Linked DNA regions of Oryctolagus cuniculus: region 1 is linked to region 2. A link is a contact called in public Hi-C data. All regions are on one chromosome and are shown on one strand. The core of a region is the stretch at or near the end of the contact, and the rest is flanking DNA. Distances in the headings are between cores, read along the strand shown. Region 1 holds the start of IL26 (interleukin 26). Region 2 has its middle 120 kb from the start of IFNG.

Region 1 (5,385 bases), core at 1,771-4,270, 210 kb after region 2:
GGCCAAATAATTAAACACAAGATCAGTACCTATTTCCCTAAAGCAATGTGTGGAGAGGCTTTCTGAATCGCAGGCTAATCTTATCACTTTCTGTATCACTGAGGTGGTTGGTTTATCCTAGGGCATGAGCTCTATAGTTTGCAAAACAGGTTAACTCTGGCTCGCAATGAGTCTATATAGGGAGGCCCTGAGTCAGGCAGCCCTGGGGGAGCCGATAGGATGATGTGACTGTATTCGGCCACAAGGGGGAGCCAGCCCCTTTGGTAAGCGACACAACTAAGCAAGGTGTGACATGCTCCTGGCTACCAGGAGTCAAGTCTCTCAAAGCATCCGTGGGAACAGATGGAGATTCCTTTGGGAAAAATTTATCCAAAAGCAGAGCACATCTAAGTGTTCATCTAGCATACTGCTGAGTTTGGGCTATCACTATCAGTAGGAGCTCTCTAGCTGTTTGAGCCAAAGAAACCAAATCAGTCATAAGAACAGACATGCATTTTGGAATTCCAGTTGTCCGGACACAATACTGAGCCTGGCAAGGACTTTTTGTAAGGCCCCACCATCATTAACAACTTCAGTTAGAATAACATCAAATTAAATCGAATGGCTAGTGCAATGGGAAGCACCAACACGGAAGAACCAAGAATTCTAGCAAAAAAAGGAAAAAGGTACAGCTTTAAAATCCCAGATAAAAAAGCCTGCAGAGGGCCCTTGTCTTCCAGATACTGAAATGTGCAGATCTGTCTTCTCTCCTCGGAAGACTCCATTCCATCCTATACTGATAGCCATAAGCTTTGGCATTCCCCCAGTATCAAGCCCCTCATTCTCCTTATCATCAAGTCTTTTCAGTATTATTTATTCATGCACTTACTTAAGAGGCTGAGAAAGAGACATACAGAGAGACAGAAGTCACTCCCATCCACTAGTTCATTCCCAAATGCCTGCTGAGCCAGGCCAAAGCTGGGAGCCAAGAGCCCCATCTAGGTCTCCTACATGGGCAGCAGACTACCTGAGCCATCCCCACTGCCTCCCAGGGTCTCAACTGTCAGGAAGCTGACATCAGGAGCCAAAGCCTGGGACTGAACCCAGGAACTCTGATAGGGGACCCAGGCATCTCAACCAGCATCTTAATCCCTAGCCCCTTGCCAAGTATTGCAATGACAAAAATTCTCTTACTTGGGGAGGGGGTGTGTTGGGAGGGAGGGACTGATAATCACAAGCAGCTTGGAGAAAATGAAATATAAATAAATTTATGCAATGGGGGCAGTATTGTGGCATGGGGGGCATCCTGCAACACCAAAATTCCATTTGAACACCAGTTCATGTCCCGGCTGCTCTACTTCCAGTCCAGCTCCCTGCTAATGGTTTGGAAAAGCAGTGTAGGATGGCCCAAGTGTTCGGATCCCTGCCACCCACATGGGAAACCAGGATGAAGCTCCTGGATCCCGGCTTCAGCATGGCCCAGCCCTGGCCATTGCAGCCAAATGAGGAGTGAACCAGTGAATAGAAGATCTCTTTTTGTATGTCTCTCCCTTTTTCTCTGTAACTCTGACATTCAAATAAAATAAAATAAATATTTATAAAAATGAATGAATGGCCAGCGCCGTGGCTCACTAGGCTAATCCTCCGCCTTGCGGCGCCGGCACACCAGGTTCTAGTCCCGGTTGGGGCGCCGGATTCTGTCCCGGTTGCCCCTCTTCCAGGCCAGCTCTCTGCTGTGGCCAGGGAGTGCAGTGGAGGATGGCCCAAGTGCTTGGGCCCTGCACCCCATGGGAGACCAGGATAAGTACCTGGCTCCTGCCATCAGATCAGCGCGGTGCGCTGGCCGCATCGTGCCGGCCACGGCGGCCATTGGAGGGTGAACCAACGGCAAAGGAAGACCTTTCTCTCTGTCTCTCTCTCTCACTGTCCACTCTGCCTGTCAAAAAAAATGAATGAATGAATGACTTGGGAATCATATAATAAGAGAATGATTTTAAAATACATATTGATTTGAGGACCATTCCATGTTAGTTTAGCTCACCCCAATATACCATATGTGCTATTCTTTAAGAAATAATAAACGGTGGCACTGTGAGTTATGTGTGGCTCTTTGATGTTCTTTTCCCAGGGATGGACTGTCCACATGGACAGCCAGCCGACAGTCAGGAAGTTTTCCTACTCCCCGCTGCAGGGAGACAGCTTTCTAGGCTGTTTTCTAGACACATTTCTAGGACCACCCTCACCACAGTTGCTGCATACTTACACAACGGCTCAATTTCTGCCTAAAACAATGAAAGTCTTCCACAAAGTCAGTTTCGTTGAAAGCTTGGAATTGGAGTTGACCAAAAACATCGTCCATGAAGAAGGACAGAAGCTGTTCTTGGAATCTGCAGTTTGTCTGCAAATAAGATACAATAAATTGCAAAAGGTAAACCATGAATCTTGGAATTATTCTAATGTCATGGATACATCCCTCTGATTATTACTTAATTATTACTATCTGGAAAAATTAAAACACAGGAGGAAAAAAGTCAAACAAGTAGAAACACAAAAAGAAAAAAGACTTTCATGCTTACCAAAAACAGCTCTTTTGTGTTCTTTTTTAATAATCGTACATTTTTAATGCTGTCTTCCTGCAATAAAAGAAAGAAAATTAAATTTTGTCCTGGATTAGAAACATCCTTGGGGCCCTCACTCTCAGCAGAGCTTAGTACTTACTGGGACTGTCTCTTTGAGCTGTGCTGCCTTGACATACAGAGTGTCGATGGCTTGGGACAGAGAATCCCAGGAGTAGCAGTTTTTGGTGATGAAAGATGGCTTGTGTGAAGCAATGGCAAGAGACAGAGTGACCAGCAGCCATCCAGACCCCACAGTGCATTTCACCCACATTTCCCTGCACTGCACTCTGGGCTTGTGTCACTCACAGAAGCCAGAAAGCCACTCAGGTTGGTTAGATGAGAGGATATCTTACTTGCTTCAGCCCTCAAAACTGCCTCTCTAGTGAGATGCTTTGAGGGATGACGTACAGTTAATATAGAGGAAAACCTCTTTGGCTGCTCAATTTTTTTTTTTTTTTAGAGCTTTCATCCTAATCAAAAAAATGTTGACCACACCACCTGTGACATTATGAGAAAGCTTCAGTTACTGCTAACATTGGGTCCCCATGTCCCCAAAACTTCAGAACTAAAGTTGCATATTACAGCAGGTGTCATAGTTTTTAAAAGTCCTGCCATGGCAATAAGAAAGCATGATCTCTAGGACGCTGTGCACTGATATTTTCTTCACTTATTTATTTATCTGAAAAGCAGAGAGACAGAGCATCTATCTGCTGCTTCACTCCTCAAATGCCTGCAGTAGCCCGAAAGCCGTTCAATCCAGGTCTCCCACATTGTGGCAGGAACCTAATCACCTGAGCCAACACTACTGCCTCTCAGGATCTGCATTAGCAGGAAGCTGGAGTCAGCTGGGAACTGATCCCCGGCACTCTGATATGGGACACAGGTGCCTTGACCACAAGGCCATGTGCCCAACCCTGTATGCTCGTTTTTAAAGCCCCATGTGAAGAATCTCCAAACAAGCATCCCTGACAATGTTAGCAAAGGGGAGAGGAGCAGGGTGAAACCTGCTCCTGACCCCAGATGGATTTTCTGTTTATTCTTTGCAAGATTCCTCTTCTTTCCCTGGAATCCATCACTCTGCAGCTCACAGCAACACATTTTCTAGCCCAGAAACTTCCCAACACACTCAAGATATGCTTGGAAATGGACCTGGATTAAGGTCCACAGATGAATAGTTATTCTATTAACTCTGTCCAACTTTAGCGCCAGGTTGCCCTGTGCCTGGACTTCCAACAGAGTGAGAATTCCTTGTGGAAAACGAGCCAATCTAATCATCTTCTCCCCAGTGCCGCATCTGAATAAGCGCATCCAACATTGATGGAATGAAGAGTTCCTTTGCTCCTCATGAGGTGCTGCCCCAGCTGCTTGCTTTTCAATATACTCACTTCACAAGTTTTTACTAGGGTCCTGCATCTACAACCATCAGGGCTGAACATTAAATGGTTCATTTAGGATAAATCCCCAACATACAAGGGGCCTCAAAAAGTTCATTCAAATGCATTATTACAGAGGCCGATGCTGTGGCATAGTAGGCTAAGCCTCTGCCTATGGTGCCAGCATCCCTAATGGGTGCCGGTTTATGTCCTGGCTGCTCCATTCCCAATCCAGCTCTCTGCTGATGGTCTGGGAAAGCAGTAGAAGATGGCCCAAGTGCATGGGCCCCTGCACCCACGTGGGAGACTCGGAAGAAGCTCCTAGCTTCTGGCTTCAGATTGGTACAGCTCCATCGGGGCCATTTGGGGAGTGAGCCAGCTGATGCAAGACCTTTCTCTCTGTCTGTAGGGCTACCTCTTAAATAAATAAATAAAATATTTTTAATGTGTATTACAAAAAGACTAAGCATGGATTTCAAGTTCTGTTGCACCAAAACAAACATCATTTAATTACACTTCTCCATGAACGTGAACATTTCAAAATCCCCTCCTAAGAGGCGGGGCATCACCCAAGGTGCTACACTGAGGAGCAGAGACAAGTCAGTGAAATCTAGCATGCCTGGGGTTGACTTACTGAAAGGGGAAAGGCAGCACCAGGAATCCTGCTGTGTTTACTAGACCTAGTCAGAGGCAGTAATAAGTATCACAATCCCAAATTAAATTGTCATTCCAATCAAGTGGGCTGGCAAAACAGCAAGGAGAAAGAAAAGAAACTCAAGGTGAGAAGTCTAAAGACTTGGAGGTATTTTTTGCTGTTTGAAAAGAGAGCAGATCCCTTTGAAGAGCTCTAGCCTCACTCCCCCGCTCCCTAGCACCTGTGTCAGCTAAGGGCAGGCTCTGCTCCCTGAGACAGGAGGGACTCACCAAGAGCCACCGCAGGCGACAGCTGATCTGAGCACCAAGGCAGGCTCACTAGAATTTTATTCAAATGCGGGAAAAGGATGAATTATTTTTAGCTGGGAGTGACTGAAAGTGTTTGAACTTGAACATGAAATACCTGATGGGTTTTTTTTAGCAAAGGATTGTTTAGTATTCAAAGTGCCTTTGTAAAAAGGAGCCTGAATACCAGGGATCAAAAGCTCACATGCCTTCAGATGGCATGGCATTAACACAAATGCCTGGAGTAGGATACTTGAGGTTAAATTGCTTCTAAAATCTTCCAGATTCCATAGCCTATTAGCATTCTGTGTGAGTGTAATAAAATACACACACACACACACAATTTTTGCAGGAGCCATATACTCCTTGAGTGGTTGATTTGATAACCCTGATGTGCTCCAACAAAACTTAGGTGCAACTCCAATTGTGAGTACTGGTCATTGAAGCTGCTGTGTGTGAGTTATGGCTATTTTGTA
Region 2 (4,772 bases), core at 987-3,486:
CTATAATAAATAAATAAGAGTATCAATTGTTAAATCAATGAGAGTCACTGTGCACCTGCTCCCCATGTAGGACCTCTGTCCTTAATGTGTTGTACTATGCAAATTAACGGTAAAACTACTACTGCCTTCCCAGTGACATTAGAAGAAGCTATACCAAAAGCAGAGAAGCCAAGATATGCAGCAGGCCCTCTGGTATGGAATGCTGGTGTCCCCAGTCGAGGTCTCACCACTGCATTACAACGCCTACCCCATTCTTTATCATTTCTTAGCACACCACTTCTAAAATGCACAACAGATTCTTCTTACTTGTTCACAAATAGCAATATTTTGATACAGTATATTTTGGAGACAAAAACTCTCGGAGGAATATAGAGAAAATTCCTTTATTGTGGGATGATCACTGGGGCATAAGAGAGTTTCAACAAACCCTTATAATACACATTCCTCTATTTTACTGTCACACATGAAACACTATGGCATCCCTAATTTATATATTTGGTCAAAATGCCAGAAAAATGCAATAATCAACCTTTGTCCAAGAAACTGGTCTCCCTTGAAGCAGGCACATGCAGCCGTTATTCTCCTATCAAAAACCCCTTGCAGGGTTAGTCTTAACTCATGCCACAGTAAGCTGGGAGAAGCTCCACTCATTCCGGGGCACAACAAGGCCATCAAGTCTCAGGGCCAAAAACATACTGGAAGTGATGCCAAAGACAACTTAAATCTCCCCTGAAGTGGAGACTCAGAAAGCATTGAGGAAAAAAAAAAAAAAGAGCCAAGGCATAATCAGACACACAGAACTAAAAATTTAGGGTTGGGTTCACAGCTACTGCTATTGATATTCAGCACGCACTCGAGTTTTCTTTTACCAGGGGTTTGCAATATGTTCAGGGTATGGTGGTCATTCGTACTGAGTGGTTTAAAAGACAATCCTAGAGGCCAGGGCTGTGGCATGGCAGGTAAAATAGCCACCTGTGACACCAGCATCCCATGTGGTCACTAGAATTCTGCCTGCTCCACTTGCAATCCAACTCCCTGCTAATGTGCCTTGGAAAGCAGTGGAAGATGGACCAAGTGCTTGGGCCCCTGCCACTCACATGGGACCCCCAGATGAAGCTTCTGGCTCATGGTCTTGACCTGGCCCAGCTCTAACCATGTTAGCTATTTTGGGGGTAAACCAGTGGATGGAAGACCCTCCTCCCACCGCCTTTCAAATACATTTTTAAAAAGTTTAAAAGACAACCATAACCCAACACATGTCTAATCAATCTTCTAGGTCAAAATGCTTTAATTGCTCTTAACACACTTAAAAGAAGAAGACAAGGAGTATGAGACCCCTTTGCAGGCACGCAAGGACGATATTTTGGAGGAAGTGAATACCGTGAAAAGAATCCCCAACCTCGTCCACTCTTGAAGTCAGTTCTGCTGACATGTACGTGTTTTTCACAGGCAGACTCTGCAGTTTCCATTTAGCACAAGGGACTTCCACTCGGGAAAGTCCAGCTTGGTGGCGCCATTTTCCGCCAGCTCACAAAGTTACCTATTGGCTGCTGTGCAATTTAGACTGATGTTTCCTAAAGCTGAGCATTATTTGGAAAACTGTGGTGTTTATCTGTACTGAAACAAAGGTGATGAACCACCTAACCCACACACGTCATCTTGACATCGTAGGAGGAAATTACTGCCTGAAAACACATGCGCGTACTTACAACCAGCTCCTAGTGATTGCGCATTTCACCAAGTTCAATTACATGGCTTTGCAATGTATCAAGCATATAAAACAATTCCTAGAGATTGTTGTCTCAACATTTTTCCCTACAGAAATGTTTGTGAAATGCCATCATTTCCTTTTATTTACTTAGATGCTCATTCAATAAATATATTCTGAAGTCTATCCTTGATTTTGAGCATTTGGGCTGTTAAAAGAGGAAAGCTTCAGTCTCAGCACATATGGAATGGAAGCACATGCAAGCAGTTCTAATTCAAAGAGACAAGCTAATCATAAAAGGACAAGCAAGGCTTTTAACCCTTTTAACTCAGGGTTAAAAAGGAGGCCAGAGTCTTTAAAGAGCAGCAAAAAAGGTTACCTATGACCAGGACCTTGATGGATCTGAAGGAAGTGGAGGCAGAGAAGCAGAAAGACGGAAGTTTGAGGCAGAGGGAAGAAAGCATGCAGGTGTGGAAGTATGGTAAAACCTGCATTCCTTACTGATGAATTCTTCTGCCTTTTGGAACACTCAATTTCTAGTGCCTACACAGTAGTTAATTTTAGTCTGCTCCTTCTGGTAGAAAATGATGTGATAATATTATGCTCATGAAATTACGATCCTGAGAATGAATAATGACAAAGCAGCCTCTGACTGTGGAACTTGGACCAAAGAGTCCAAGTGGCTATGCTGACCAATTATTCACTTTATTAACAAACCTGCTTAGATTTCCCCAATTCTAACATTTTTCAGTATATTCCAAAAAAGTATTATTATGTATCATGACTATTTGTTAAGCCTATAATCTAAAGACAACACTTTTTTCAAATAAATTTATACATACAAAGTAATCCTGCTGGAGCTGGCTCCATGGCTCATTTGATTAATCATCTGCCTGCGGTGCTGGCATCCCATATGGGCGCCAGGTTCTAGTCCCGATTGCTCCTCTTCCAGTCCAGCTCTCTGCTGTGGCCCGGGAAGGCAGTGGAGGATGACCCAAGTGCTTGGGCCCCTGCACCCACATGGAAGACCAGGAAGAAGCACCTGGCTCCTGGCTTTGGATCGGTGCAGTGCCGGCCATAGTGGCCATTTGGAGGGTGAACCAACGGAAGGAAGACCTTTTTTCTGTCTCTCTCTCTCACTGTCTAACTCTATCTGTCAAAAAAAAAAAAAAAAAAAAAGTAATCCTTCCAAAGTCCTGGATCCAACTTTATAAAAATCTAAAACTAAAAATACATAAACATTGAAAATGATGACACTGGAATCAAATGGTGAAAATACCTACAGAAAATCCCAGAAACATTAGTAACTATTGTATTACGAGTTCACATTAGTTGACAAAAACTCCACACTAAAAAAGAGGAAAATATAAATAAACACAAAATAAAGTACAATAGGAAAATTAAAAATCATATTTATTGATTATATAACTAGTCAACAAACATACAAAACCTACAAGCATCATCAGCATGATGAAAGATAACCCAACATTGAGATACAATTATTTTGCTCATATATGTAGTATTTTTCTAGTTGATATTGATCAGTGCAAATGCAAAAAATGGTAAAATAGAGATTTTGTGTGTGGATGATCAAACTGCCACTACTTTTATCTTCTGTTTCTTATCTTTACAAATATCTTTTGTTACCTTTATAAAAAAATTAAAAGTGACAACATAGATATAGTAATTAAGAAAAACTGGGAATGACTTTATGATCCTGTGCACTGAGCCAACAGGTGTCAGAGCTTCCTCTGGTTGCTATTAAAGAATCTACTTTTAAAAACATGATCTTCTGGGCTGGCGCCGTGGCACAGTAGGTTAATCCTCCGCCTGCGGTGCTGGCATCCCATATGGATGCCGGTTCTAGTCCCAGCTGCTCCTCTTCCAATCCAGCTCTGGGTTACGGCCTGGGAAAGCAGTAGAGGATGGTCCAAGTCCCTGGGCCCCTGCACCCACATGGGAGACTGGGAAGAAGCACTGGCTTCTGGCTTCAGATCGGTGCTGCTCCTGCCTTTGTGGTCATTTGGGGAGTGAACCAGCGGAAGGAGAACCTTTGTCTCCATCTCTCCCTCTCATTGTCTGTAACTCTACCTCTCAAATAAATAAATAAAAATCTTTAAAAAAAAACAGGATCTTTTAATGAATTAGGGTGATTTTTATCCATCAGCATCTGCTAGGGCAGCAGAATACAGAAACGTCAGTTGTCTATCAGCTTAACATGCTCAACAACAAGCTAAGTATTATACAGTCATCGTGAACCTAGGGCAGAATTTTTGTGTAGAAAAGAACATCCTAATGACTAAAACACGCATATCCCATAGAGATATATGCTGTAGAATTCTGAACAGGGTGATTGAAAACACAGTGTTGCTAAATTATTAGTAACTTTACCTAAAGGTGATTGTGTGTGTGTGTGTGTGTGAGAGAGAGAGAGAGTGTGTGTGTGTATTCATATTGAATATGGGAAGCTGAATTTCATTCAATCTAGTTTTTATACACCTGTGAGATAACTCTACCTCTACTAAACATGGCGGCGGCTGGGGCGGAGGAGTAGGAGTGTGTCGTGGGTTCTTCTTGACAGCTTGTTGAGTCTGTATAGATGAATGGATAAAATGACGGGTGGTAAGTGCAATATGCTGACGGGACAAAGTGCCAAGAAATTCAGCACAGAGATTGGGAAAGAAAAGTGTCGTGCAGGGTGACAGAAAATCCCACATGCTAGCTCATTACTGGGGCTAAAAGTCTATTGTGGCTTTCCCTTTGTCCTTCTAGCTTATATAAAAGGCATAAAAATTAAAATCAAGGTCTTTCTTGTGAAGCTGGTCCACAAAATGGTAGAGCCAACCACAGGGCACACAGGTACATCCCCTAGCCAGCCACACTGCATACAGGTACATCTCTTAGCAAGCTGTTCAGAGACCACTTTCCTGGGGAAGTTTTGAGAGATGGAGGACTCTCAGGGTCAGGTAACTATAATCCCAAAGATAACTGAAGATTCAGGTTTAAGAGGAGACAGACTAAGCTCTAGGGGCTATTCTGACTACTCTAGTCAGTCCTTATGAAA

Evidence for each region. A called contact is a pair of places that touch in the nucleus more often than the background predicts.
Region 1: a contact with region 2 is called in a Hi-C map of an unstated tissue, with 2.2 times the contacts expected there. The contact joins the promoter of IL26 here to the enhancer-like site in region 2. A contact is called at or near these places in 2 of 6 Hi-C or Micro-C datasets (ear pinna and an unstated tissue).

Annotation. Positions count from the first base shown.
Region 1 is chr11:70,587,524-70,592,908 of mOryCun1.1, forward strand. IL26 (interleukin 26) reads right to left here and starts at 3,021. Exons shown (of 5, transcript XM_002711247.4): 1 at 2,698-3,021; 2 at 2,556-2,612; 3 at 2,243-2,377. The coding sequence starts at 2,868.
Region 2 is chr11:70,379,550-70,384,321 of mOryCun1.1, forward strand. No RefSeq gene overlaps it. Among named protein-coding and RNA genes, the nearest start is that of IFNG, 120 kb to the right of the region's middle. Within about 2 kb of position 2,237, at least 1 of the 8 cell types and tissues checked has an H3K27ac peak or open chromatin away from gene starts, as enhancers often do.